Linked DNA regions of Drosophila melanogaster: region 1 is linked to region 2. The links are chromatin contacts, called in public targeted proximity ligation maps. All regions are on one chromosome and are shown on one strand. The core of a region is the stretch at or near the end of the contact, and the rest is flanking DNA. Distances in the headings are between cores, read along the strand shown.

Evidence for each region.
Region 1: a targeted proximity ligation map of the S2 cell line shows a contact between it and region 2, with 5 times the contacts expected there. A contact is called at or near these places in 5 of 107 Hi-C or Micro-C datasets (the Clone 8 cell line, the Kc167 cell line and the S2 cell line) and 2 of 7 datasets of targeted methods (the Kc167 cell line and the S2 cell line).

What each region holds. Positions count from the first base shown.
Region 1 is chr3R:8,515,563-8,520,759 of dm6, reverse strand. It overlaps CG11737, which reads right to left and starts at 2,892. Exons shown (of 5, transcript NM_141546.4): 1 at 2,369-2,892; 2 at 211-1,154; 3 at 16-156. The coding sequence starts at 1,140. It overlaps lncRNA:CR46228 (long non-coding RNA:CR46228), which reads right to left and starts at 3,717. Exons shown (of 1, transcript NR_133366.1): 1 at 3,376-3,717.
Region 2 is chr3R:8,346,830-8,352,688 of dm6, reverse strand. Atg13 (Autophagy-related 13) reads right to left here and starts at 2,874. Exons shown (of 1, transcript NM_141539.4): 1 at 1-2,874. The coding sequence starts at 2,555. The coding sequence ends at 984. It overlaps CG7352, which reads right to left and starts at 5,110. Exons shown (of 3, transcript NM_001170079.1): 1 at 5,054-5,110; 2 at 4,065-4,911; 3 at 3,393-4,010. The coding sequence starts at 4,709. The coding sequence ends at 3,471. mir-9380 (mir-9380 stem loop) reads left to right here and starts at 3,911; the gene lies at 3,911-3,987. DppIII (Dipeptidyl aminopeptidase III) reads right to left here. Exons shown (of 3, transcript NM_169218.3): 3 at 5,224-5,859. The coding sequence ends at 5,335.

The DNA.
Region 1 (5,197 bases), core at 1,643-4,142, 170 kb before region 2:
TATTAACAAGCTTACCTGTAGCGCCTTCCACATAACATACAGGGCTACCGTGTTATCCGGATACTGGGTGAAGGATATAGAGGCAATTAACGACGCTGGAATTGCAAATCTGGCATCGTCCCGGTTAAAACTGTGCCGCAGCAGGCAGGACACCGACTGTCAAGGACGAAGAAATGACTAACTGCTGGTAGCCAATGTCAAAACGCTTACCTTATAGAGAAATGAAAAGCTGCCCATGAAGATGCCCAGTTGTAGAGTACCACGGTTGAAGATCATCTTCTTCCACGGCATTTTTCCAGCCGTAATTCGTTTGACGTTCATGACCAGCTTAAGGGCAACCTGAAGACCCACTCCACCCACAAAGGGTTTAATTCCACCCATCAGGGAGTATCCAATGCAGCTCTGTTGATGCCGACAGCTTTCGTGTTTTGCGCGAATGAGATTGCTGTACACGCGCACCCAGTCGGATACAGTCGAAAAACTGACGGTGGGACGTCGGCGGTCTGGCGCAGGCTGCTCACCGGGCACTGCGGGCCCGGACTTGACAATCGGCCCCGCCTCCTCCTTGCCCACGAAAATGCGAAGGATGTTGAAGATGGAATCCTTGGTGGTGCCAGTACGATAGATGTAGAGCAGCGCCGCCATGCTCACGCCAAAGATGAGTGTCTGTCCATTAGGAACGGAGCGCACCCATCCCCTCGATTCTGCCATTTTCCACAGCGCTTCAGTGGCCACATTGGCCACGTAGAGAGTGAGTAGTGGTCGGCGGGCTGGTCTCTCAACCAAAATGGCCGAAAACGAGGCCAAAAAGCAGGGCACAAAGGCCACTGTGTAGAAGTTGTACCTCCCGAGCATGTGCCGCAGCGCACAGTTGTACAGGATAAAGGTGTAGGCATTAGTAACTAGAAAAGCCGTCGATTGGATGATCCCTAGCAGCGTCTTGCGCAGATCGTCGCGACTTGGAATGCGGTGGCGCATCAGCAAGGACAGGGCGTACACTATTGTGTAGACCCGCAGGCAGTAGGGCGTGGCCGAGAGTAGTATACCGGCGGTGGCGCTCACGCAGTGGTCCGTCCATGGGTGCTGGAACTCCTTGCAAGTGATGCACAGTGGATCGATCAGCTTGCTTTGTCCCGCCATTTTGGAATGTAGATCTGCAAACAAATTGTGCTTTCAATTTATATAAAGATAATATCATTAGATGCAAAAGTCCACCTATGGACTGCTATACGAAAGGATTAGTGAGTTATAAAAGAACCTGCCAGGCTCGATTATCTCTCTCAAACTCGGTAAACATTTATAAATTAAAACTTTGCCACTTTAATACGTTAATTATAGTAGATATGATACCATTGTCATTCGATTTTGATAAGCACGCACTGTGAATGATAAGAAGCTACCATACCTTAGTAAGATTGTAGTAACGAAACTATAGTTGTTACCCATTTACCAAAATTTAATAAAAACTTAAATTAACTTTGACAACTTTGGTTAGAATATGTATATGTAATGGTTAGTCACCGCAAATGAGGTGGCCGGGTCCAAGTCCGTTTTTTAACCTTTAATCTTATCTTTGAGCTACGAACGTACAAGCTGTTATTGTTCTTCTCTCGACGCTATCGGTTGTTCCACTGAACTTGAAAATAGATCCGAATTTTGATTCGGTTTGGTCAATTTATTTTGTATTCCCGGGGGAGAACTGCGACAACTGCTGGCCAGGCCAGAACTGACTTATTCCTAGAGGCAAACCCAGGAACGATGGGTTGTATTGGAGGATTAGAGCTGTTCGTCGGGTATCTGTGGCAATTTACTGCTGTCAATCGATAAGATATGCGACAGATTAGCCGTTGCGGGGGATTCGCCAAAGGCAGGAACAAAGGTTTCACGAAATACGTAGGTTTGTTAATATTTGTCGAGAAGTAAATGAGTGAAAAATATGGAAGTTTATTTTGAGATATATTTGCACGAGTAAAACGAATCAAGGAATCATTAATGTTATTATGCTGCGATAAGATTAGCTGAATTTTTAACTCACGAGGTACTTTTTTTTTGTAGTTGTATTTATTGTTAAGATTATCGTCAACTTAAAGCACTTAAGATTACAGCCATAAAGAAAGCTATGTTTTAAAAGGCCCTTCAAATCGAACCACCTGCCACGAGATGCTATCTCTCGAACTTAGCAACCGACTTTTCTTGCCCGCGATTTGCATGAGAAACTATATGGATGAAGCCAAGGCACTAAACGCGGGGTCAACTTCGAGATCTTTGCGCAATCTAACAGAGAGACACGAGTTAAATACAGTACTGAAAAAAAAAAACAACAAAAAGACAGCTAATCTGCATTGTGGAAGTGAAGAGGGGCACTTACGCTGAAACTACTGGACACTTGACGGCGGCAATCACTCTCTAATCGCACCTTGATTTCCAATATTGGTTACTTAATACGCTGTTTGATGTTTGTTCAGTCTGAGATTTATAGAGTTGCAACTTTTCTAGCTCTTCGAGTTGAGAATTTGACAATATGTGACAACAAAGTGACGCCGACTGGAGTACCGGATTGAGATGTGAGTGTAACGCACTGATTACCCCGATTCTGGACCTCGTCCCCCTCACCGACGGACGCGAAATCGGGCGGGGGTATTTTAATGGATAATGGATGGCGTTGTATGGGGCGGGCAGAGTCCAACAACAACAAGTGGTTGGGCGGAGTGATAAATGCTTTCTGAGTCCGCTGCCGTCGAGCAGCAAATGCTGCGCCCTTTAGCAGGCCACAAACTGCATTTTTTTTAGTATACGCGCGACTTTAATCACTAATTTATCAGCTTTATTTTGACGGGAATTGCGCTTTGTAAACAATAATAAGGCGAACTGATGGCTATCGACTGCGCCTCTGCCTATCGCGTTATCGATAGACAGGCGGAGACCCATGGTTCCAGTGATGTAGCATTCAGCTTTTAATTGTTGCTTTTGCGCGCGAGTTTTGAATGCTAAATTTGTGAGCAACTTGTTGGATAAATCATTGGTCAGTGTTTACAATATGTTAGGTATGAATAAAAAATTAGTTCTGTTTCATAAGAAATATATTTCTCTATACACATTTTGGAAATTTTTTTTTTTTTTTTGGTATATATCTGAAAATGGCAAAATGGCTTGTAAAACTTAAAATTGTTATCTCATTTTTAAATATGTGTATTAAAACCCATCATTTCGTAATAAAGCTGTATATATATATATGGGAAAAAGATTAATGGGATTGAAGCTTAACTTATTTGTTGCACATTTCAATTTCGTTTGTTTATTGAGTCGAATAGGAACAGTATTCTTCGTTCCTAATTAAACAATATATTTCACCTCGAGTGGAATTAAATTGGCTGAAAATTATCGTGCTAAGCTGTAGATTCCGCTCTTGCTCATCCTGTTTTCCATTTTCCTTTGCGGCCTGCCGCCCACGCGTTGCTCGAATTTTCATTTGTGAATCCTGTGGCCTCTGAGGCCACAATTCGTGCCACAATCAACTCAGACTCCATCCCGACTACCAAAGCACTTGGCCTGCCAAAATGGTAGACTCAGGCAGAGACTCTTTGCCTGCACAATCAATTGGATTTCGGTTGTAGTTCATAAAGTGTATCTGTGCATGTCTCTGGCTGAGCACTTGTTCCACTTTCAATTCCAGCGTCCTTTTGCTCCAGCTCCTGCCTATATTCATTTACGCATGCACTGAAAGAATATCTTAATAAAAATTGATAATATCAATAAATATTTAATTAAAGAGACATACTGTTAGACATAAAACGAAATTCTCCTCAATTTTTTGTTTGCACACCAACAAATGTTTATTGTAAGTTTATTCCATTTTTACTCCTCATTTGACAGATTGTTTTTTCAGTGTTAAGAAGCTCTTTCGGTGCGGTTGACAAGGCTCAGCGGATATACAAAATATTTCGTTATTGTTTGTGGCTGCTCCCATGCCGTTGCTTTTGCTTTGGCTGTTGCTTTTGCCATTTACCTGTGGCACGGCTTATTTTGAAAAGCCAAAAGCGCTTAAGTAGTTCATTCGGTTCCAGGCCTAAACTGAGATGGCAGCTGGGGTGAGTCCTGGTTCATATCCTTTCCACCTTTGCGGTCGCTGCGTAGCTCCACTTTTGCCGTTTCCCGCTCAAATGCTTAGCGAAATTGCGGCCGCTTTGTGTGATTCGCCTGTTTTTGCTGCGGCTTAAGAATGGTGTTGTTTTTTGGGGGTGTAGAGTGCCATGTATATCAAATATACTTGACTCTGTCAGGACCTGGCACTCACTTAATTTACTCGAGGTGTTTTGGGGTTGCTTCTCCGTCCCTGATATCCCGGGATAAGTTCTTGTTTCTGACGTGCCGCTAAGTAAGCACTTAAAAGGCAAGGACCCTATTGTTGCTGCTAATCTAAGGTTGTCCCGCTTTCTTTGGGGTTCAATTGGCAATTAGCCCGGTCGCAGGACAGACCAGGTTGCAGGACAGACCAGGTTGCACGTTGCAGGTCGAGTGCAGGATAATTGTGAAAATAGCCGGCAGCCGCACACACACACACAAGGACCTTGTGAGCTGTCAATCCGGCAGCCACTTAGAAATCAATTTGTCCAGCGATCCGTGCGTTTAATATGCAGCGAGTTACAAGGAACGGATTTTCCGAATCTACAGCCAACTTGGGATTATATTTGGGTTGGGGTGCCCATTGAGTTGCTTGACCACACCGTCCCACGACTCCACCTACTCCCTCACTGGTTCACCAAACTCGCCGTCTCTCCGGCATTTATAGACTTGTCTTGGGCTCATTTATCCTGGTCGGCAAACCAAGCCGAGAACCCAAAAACCCCCCGGCGCTTCTTAATGTGGAGGTCCTGTCCAGGTCCAGCCGCCTGCATGTGGCCATTTGTTTAGGCCCTCTACGTGTGTGCGGTTGCGTCCAAATGTGTTCAATTAAGCGGTAATAAATTGTTCATTTGCTCATTGGTGCGCACGGCCATTACGAAAACGGTAGGATCAGGGGGACAGGATCTACGGCCGAAGTAGACATTGTCGTCACTGTAATATTTCATGGGGACCAGCAGCGTACATTGATGCATATCCTGCCATTAGCAAGCCTTTTGCATAATACACAATTAATTTTGCACAAACTTGTTATTTTATTAATTGCTTTCATTCGCTTATTTCTTATTTACCCCCC
Region 2 (5,859 bases), core at 1,625-4,124:
AAACCAAATAAATAAGCAAGAGCGACCAACGATTAAAGACAAAACAAAACACTAGCTGCTCTCTTCAACTTCCTGACAGTGCCAACTAAGTTAGGATAGATATATTTCGTTATGCTTCAAGTCTTTCGATTAGTGGATATGCATTTGCATAGATCGAACAGTTCTTACTTGCTGACTTCCGGCAGAAATAAACCTTTTGGCTTTCTGATTAATTGCTGTTATCTATAGTTATTTATGTACATACATGATTTTTTCACTCACAAGCAGGCGAAAGGCACTTGAACAAAGAAACAAACAAACAAACAGGCGACGAGTACGCCCAACTTACTACCATATGCACAAGCTATATAGCCATCTATATGCATTTGCATGGGTCACTTGCTTATGTATGTATTTGTGTCTAGGGTCTAAACTGCTGCATCGGAAACTTTGAAACGTGACATGAGCTCTCCAATTCCTATGTATATACATCTTCCATCGTCCTAGAGCCTACAAAAGCCTATATATATATATATATATATATTGTATTTACATAGTGGGTAATATCAAATAGCAGCCTATCAACTCTACTTAACACAATGGCATATATAAATATGAGGGCGGGTCTATATTTTAGTTGACAATCTTACAACATTTATATGCGAGGGCTCAAGCCAAAGTATAGGTCTGAAATCCATTTCTTTGAAAATATTCTTTAATCATTATGCAACATTGCTTGGGTGATAAGAAAGTAGGTTGTTTTAAAAAGACATATAAACATTATGCAGTAAAATCTGATCTTACATTCCTTATCTAATCGAAATACATAACTGAAAACTGATTTTAAAAGGATGAGAGAAATGCTGAACTTAAGACCTTTACTTTCCCAAGCAATCTTTCTAAAGTCGTCCTTGATATTTTAGTTTGTCCCTGCCTCTCTCCATATTGACCGCCCTTCCATAAATAAAAACTAACTAATGACATAACTAGAGGCATTATTCCGCTCAGTTGCTCATTTGGAGCCCACCACTGCTGCGGCTACCCGTCGATGAGGAGCCCGTTAGCCCGAACTGCGAGACCAGCTTGTCGTAGTCCTCCAGCGAGGTCTCGAACTGCTCCAGTTGCCGGGACAGATCGTCCATGGCGCTGGCATCAGCGGAACTGGTTGCGATCGCTGTGGCCGCCGCCGTCGGACCGCATGCTGCTACACCGCCGGAACCACTGGATGCTGGCGGGGTCGAGGAAATCGATGAGATCTCTGCCTGCAGTTCATTAAGTCCCTTCAGCGGTGGCGCATGATAGCATTCCCTGTAGAACTTGGCCAGATCGTTTACGTGCGACGTGGGCGAGGCGAAAGGGAAGTGGAGCTCTTTTAGCAGATTATCATCATCAGGCGGTGGTTGTAGCGAAGGCTCTGAATGGTGACGATATGTGGCTGTGGCGCTGGCGGGGATCAGCAGGCTCTTTATTGGCGATACTGAGTTTTCCGAGTTCTTCTCGAAACTCTTGAAGCCTGCCGAGTTGTTGTTGAGATTGCTGATCTGGTTGAATTTACTATCCTGCGTACTATTGTTGTTATTACTGATGTTTACACTGGCGACCGAATTGTTATCCAGTCGATTGAGGGACTCCACAGAGCCGCGTCCTCGCAAAAGCCACTCGAAAGGCGGGGTTTCCGGCAACACAAAGTCATCTTCAGTGTACTGCTTTAGTTTGCCCATATCTGTGAAGGCTCCCGGTCGCAACGGCTTCTCTATATCGATAAACCGCCGATCGGCTGTACCCTGGGCGGGATTTAGGGCACCCAAGCCCAGTTTCTTGGCCACGACAGTGCCATTTTGAGTCTGCTGCTGGTTGCCAGGTGTATTGGCATCCGTGGCGGGTCTAAAGTGATCCGACTTCAGCATTATGGTGTTGCTCTCTGACTGGGCAGCCGTGGGCGAAATGGTCAGCTTTGTGCGGTAGGCCACGGACATGACCAGCGAGCCAACAATCGTGCTGAGTTGTCCGATCTTTACGTGCTTGTGACCCTCGCCCAGGGTGTGGACCTGCGGCCTGTCCACGTAGATCCTGTAGAAGATGCCATACGAGTCGGGGCACTGGCGCCGGGATAATTTGTAGGCGGGCGTGGTGCGGGTCAGCGATATGAGGGACTTGAGCATGATGCCCATGCGATTGTAGATGGCGTGGGCTGCCTTTAGGGTCTGGCCTTCGGGGTTCAGGTCATTGGTGGCCGGGGAGGCACCATTCTGGGGCTGGAGCAGGTCTAGGGACCACACCTCCAACACCATCTGGTCACCCTCAGTCGTTTTCAGGGATATTTCCACGCACAACGGCAGGCGCTGCAGAATGCTCTCTCCTGTCTTTAGGTTCAGAGCCCGCTTGGTCTCGTCCAGGACCTCCGGATGATCCTGCACGGCTATGTTAAACCAATCACTGCCCGCCAGTGGATTGCACTGTGTCTGCATCTTCTCGCCCAGTCGGGACTGCACCACCACCTGGGTGGACTTCAAGACCAGGAACTTGATGAACTTCTCCAAATCCCGTTCCGCTGCATTTAGACGCTGCGCCGACATTTCTTCGTTTTTCTTTGTTTTCCCCGTGCGTTTACGATTGTCTGTGTCCAAAGTTCGCTGTCTGCGTTTGTGTTTTTTTTTTCACTTTATGCGTTTCCGCGTTTTGTTTTGTCGCGGTTCTCTTGTTTTAGCGTCGCGCACTCTGCGTTCTAGGCACTGCTAAACGTGGTCAAAACTAGCCCGGGCATTTTGCCAAAACACTGTCATTTGTGCAACGCCCTTTCACTGCGATTCCGTGTTATTGTTTGTACGCAAGATCACTCCCGTTAACATAAAATAAAACCAGACCAGCGTCAGCTAGCACTCGCGATAGTATCGATAGTCCGATAATGGGCGTGTTAGGGATGTCTTGGTTTCGATATTGCTCGGTACCACTGATTTCGAAAAGAAGCTATTCACACACACGAGCTTCTGCACCAGCGACAAGCTTCCGCAGCACTGGCTTTATCTTTTATAAAAAGATATATATTGGTATACCAGTCAAAATAAACGTATATCTAAACATGTATTTTATGAAAGTTATGTTTTTTGAATGCAATTAGTAAGATGCAAAGAAATAGTTAGTAGTCAATTTGATATAAAATTTCAATTACAGATAACATTTATAGTATTTTTGATTGGACTGCATAAACACTTTCGCGGCAATTATGAAGCGGTTATTAGGCCGAGCTTTCAAAATAATATTAAACCAAATTGAAACAGCAGATGCGCATTCTGTGAGAATATCCTTTCAATCGAGGTTTCCAATCGAGCAAAACAACGAACTGGCAGCACAGGCGACGGTCTGGCATCTTCGCTAGCCTAAATGATACACGTCACGTAGACACAACGGCGCTTAATTTTAAATAATTTATTTTTGGAAGCCAAAAATAAACTTGACCGTCTTAGAATTACAATTTGGAACTATGCCACTGACTAGGAATCGCCACCGCCCCGTGCCTGAGCGTCAATTAGGCAGAAATGCTCCCTATCCGTAGACTTAAGGACATGCTTTGGTAGATATCGAAGCACGGAGGAAGGAACCTGGCTCAACATGGCCAAACGCTCCTGTTTGATGCGTTCCTCTTGCTCGGCATCGATCTTGGCCTTCATGTCAAAGTACTGAACATTTTCAGCGGTGGCCTCCGCCCGCTTCCGGTGATTATCCTCAATCATAGCAAGCAAGGAGGCTCCATGGGCCCGGCGTCTGCGATATTCATCCAGTTGCTTTTCGGAATTCTGGTTGATTGTATCCGGCGCCTCCTCCTGCCGCGTAGCCATCTCCGCCCGCTTCATCTGCATTTCGGCCATCTTACGATGCTTCACCTCCTGTCGATAGCGATCCAACTCCTGTCTGGTGCGCTGGCGAGACATCTGCTCCTGCTGCATCTGTTGGCGATAGCGCTCGTCACTCTTGGCCGTGTACTCCGCCTCCAACAGATCCAGCAGCAGATTGTCGCGATGCCGTTTTTTGTTCTGCAATAAGAGTTAGCTTTATTGATTGAATCGAAAAACCGCTTCAAGACTTACTTCGATTTCTAGGACTTGCTGGCCCAAACGAATGCTGATTTCTTGTTTTTTGCGTTGAATCTCCTGGCGTTCAGCCTCCAGCTGGAGTTTCCTGCGCTCCATGTCACTTTGCTTCTGGACTAAGTCACTCAACTCCTGGTTGTATTGAGCTCGCTGCCATTCTCTGAGTTCCTGGTTCTCCTTGATGGACCGCAGCATGTCCTGTCGCTTTTGTAGTTTTTTTCTCTGCGCCTCCAGCTCCTGGGCTCGATCCTCTTCCTGGATTTGCTTCTGCATCAGAAGGCTCAGCTCCCGGTCATTCATCACCTGAGCGTGCTCTTGCAGGCGCCGTCGGCGGTTCTCCTCCATTTGTTCAGCCAAGGACTCCCTAAGGCGGCGTTGTTCCTCCTTAAGAGCCACTTCCTTCTCACGTTGCCTGACCTCCAGCAGACAGCGCTCTTGGGACACTTCCGCGGCTTCCAATTTGATGTCTAGCTGTCGACGACGTTTTTTCTCCTCCAAATTCTCGGCTATATCCCTGGAAATGGCGGCTAGGCGCAGCTGCTCCGCCAAGTCGCGCAGTTCCTCGCAATCCCGCCGCAATTGCTGGCGACGTTTCCTCTCCACAAACTCCGCACGCTTAAGATCTTGCATTTCCTGCGTCATCGCTGCCTCCTCGATGAAGTCGCGGGTTATGGGACTCACTTTGGAAAGCTCCTGGCTGCGGCTCACCTCCTCCAGGTCGTACTGCAATTTTCGGAACAGCTGTGAGCTGAAAAAGTCGTGCTCCTTGCGCAATGAATGAGGCACCTGGAATAGCGGCTGTCCGATGTTGATAGTGCCACCTTCCTTGTGGTTACCACGATTTCTACCGGTTGCCATGGTGGTCAAAACAATGCAAACAGAAATGGAAACGAGAAACAAAATAAAAAAAAAAAAACCAATATTTATCGACTGGCTACTATGAAAACATTCAATGAACAAATTGTAGTATTTGATTTTATATTTACATTCTTAATTGTGGAGCTATTATGAGCAATATACATTTGGTCGCAATATATGTATGTACATACAAGCAATTAAATTCAGGTCCTTTGTCAATATTTTCGGTGAATGGCAAAAACGATCTTAAAATCACCATTCACTACGAAAGTTTTACTATAAAAGCAATTTAAAATTTAAAATTGTTGGTCATTAGATGACTATATATATTTTTATATATTTTTTTTCAAAATCATAGTTAACAAATTGAATTGATAATGAAGGCGAAAATGTTAAATGCGAAATGTTCTCAGTTGTTGAAGGCAGTCGGGAAATACTTCTTGTCCTTCTCCACGATGCTCTCCAGAAGATCGTCGATGTCAGTGTTGGGGTAGCGCTCCACCCATGACTGGATGTACCCCTCGTGGGTGGGCTCGTAGGTCTTCAGCTGGACCTTTTGGTCCTGGCCGATCGCCGTGTTGGCCTGGACGAGAATCATACGCGGCTTCTTGTGCGCCAGGCAGATATCCCGCCACTTGGCCCACGGATGCGATCCGCTCTCGTCGACCTTCGAGTAGTGTTCGTACATCTTGGAAGCTGCCTCGATGTCGGCGGTGGATTTGTACACCTGCAGCTTGGTCAGGAAATCGCCCAGCGCCTTCCTGCCCACGGTATCGATCTTGCTGCGATCCACCGTCAGCAAAAGGTTTTTACCCTTTTCGGTTTCCTCGACCTTAACGAGTCCTTCGCCTGCCTCCAGCAGCACCTTCATGATCACGAAACGAGCGCGAGAGTGCGCCTGGAGCCACAGCTTGGACTTCGGGTTGAACATTTC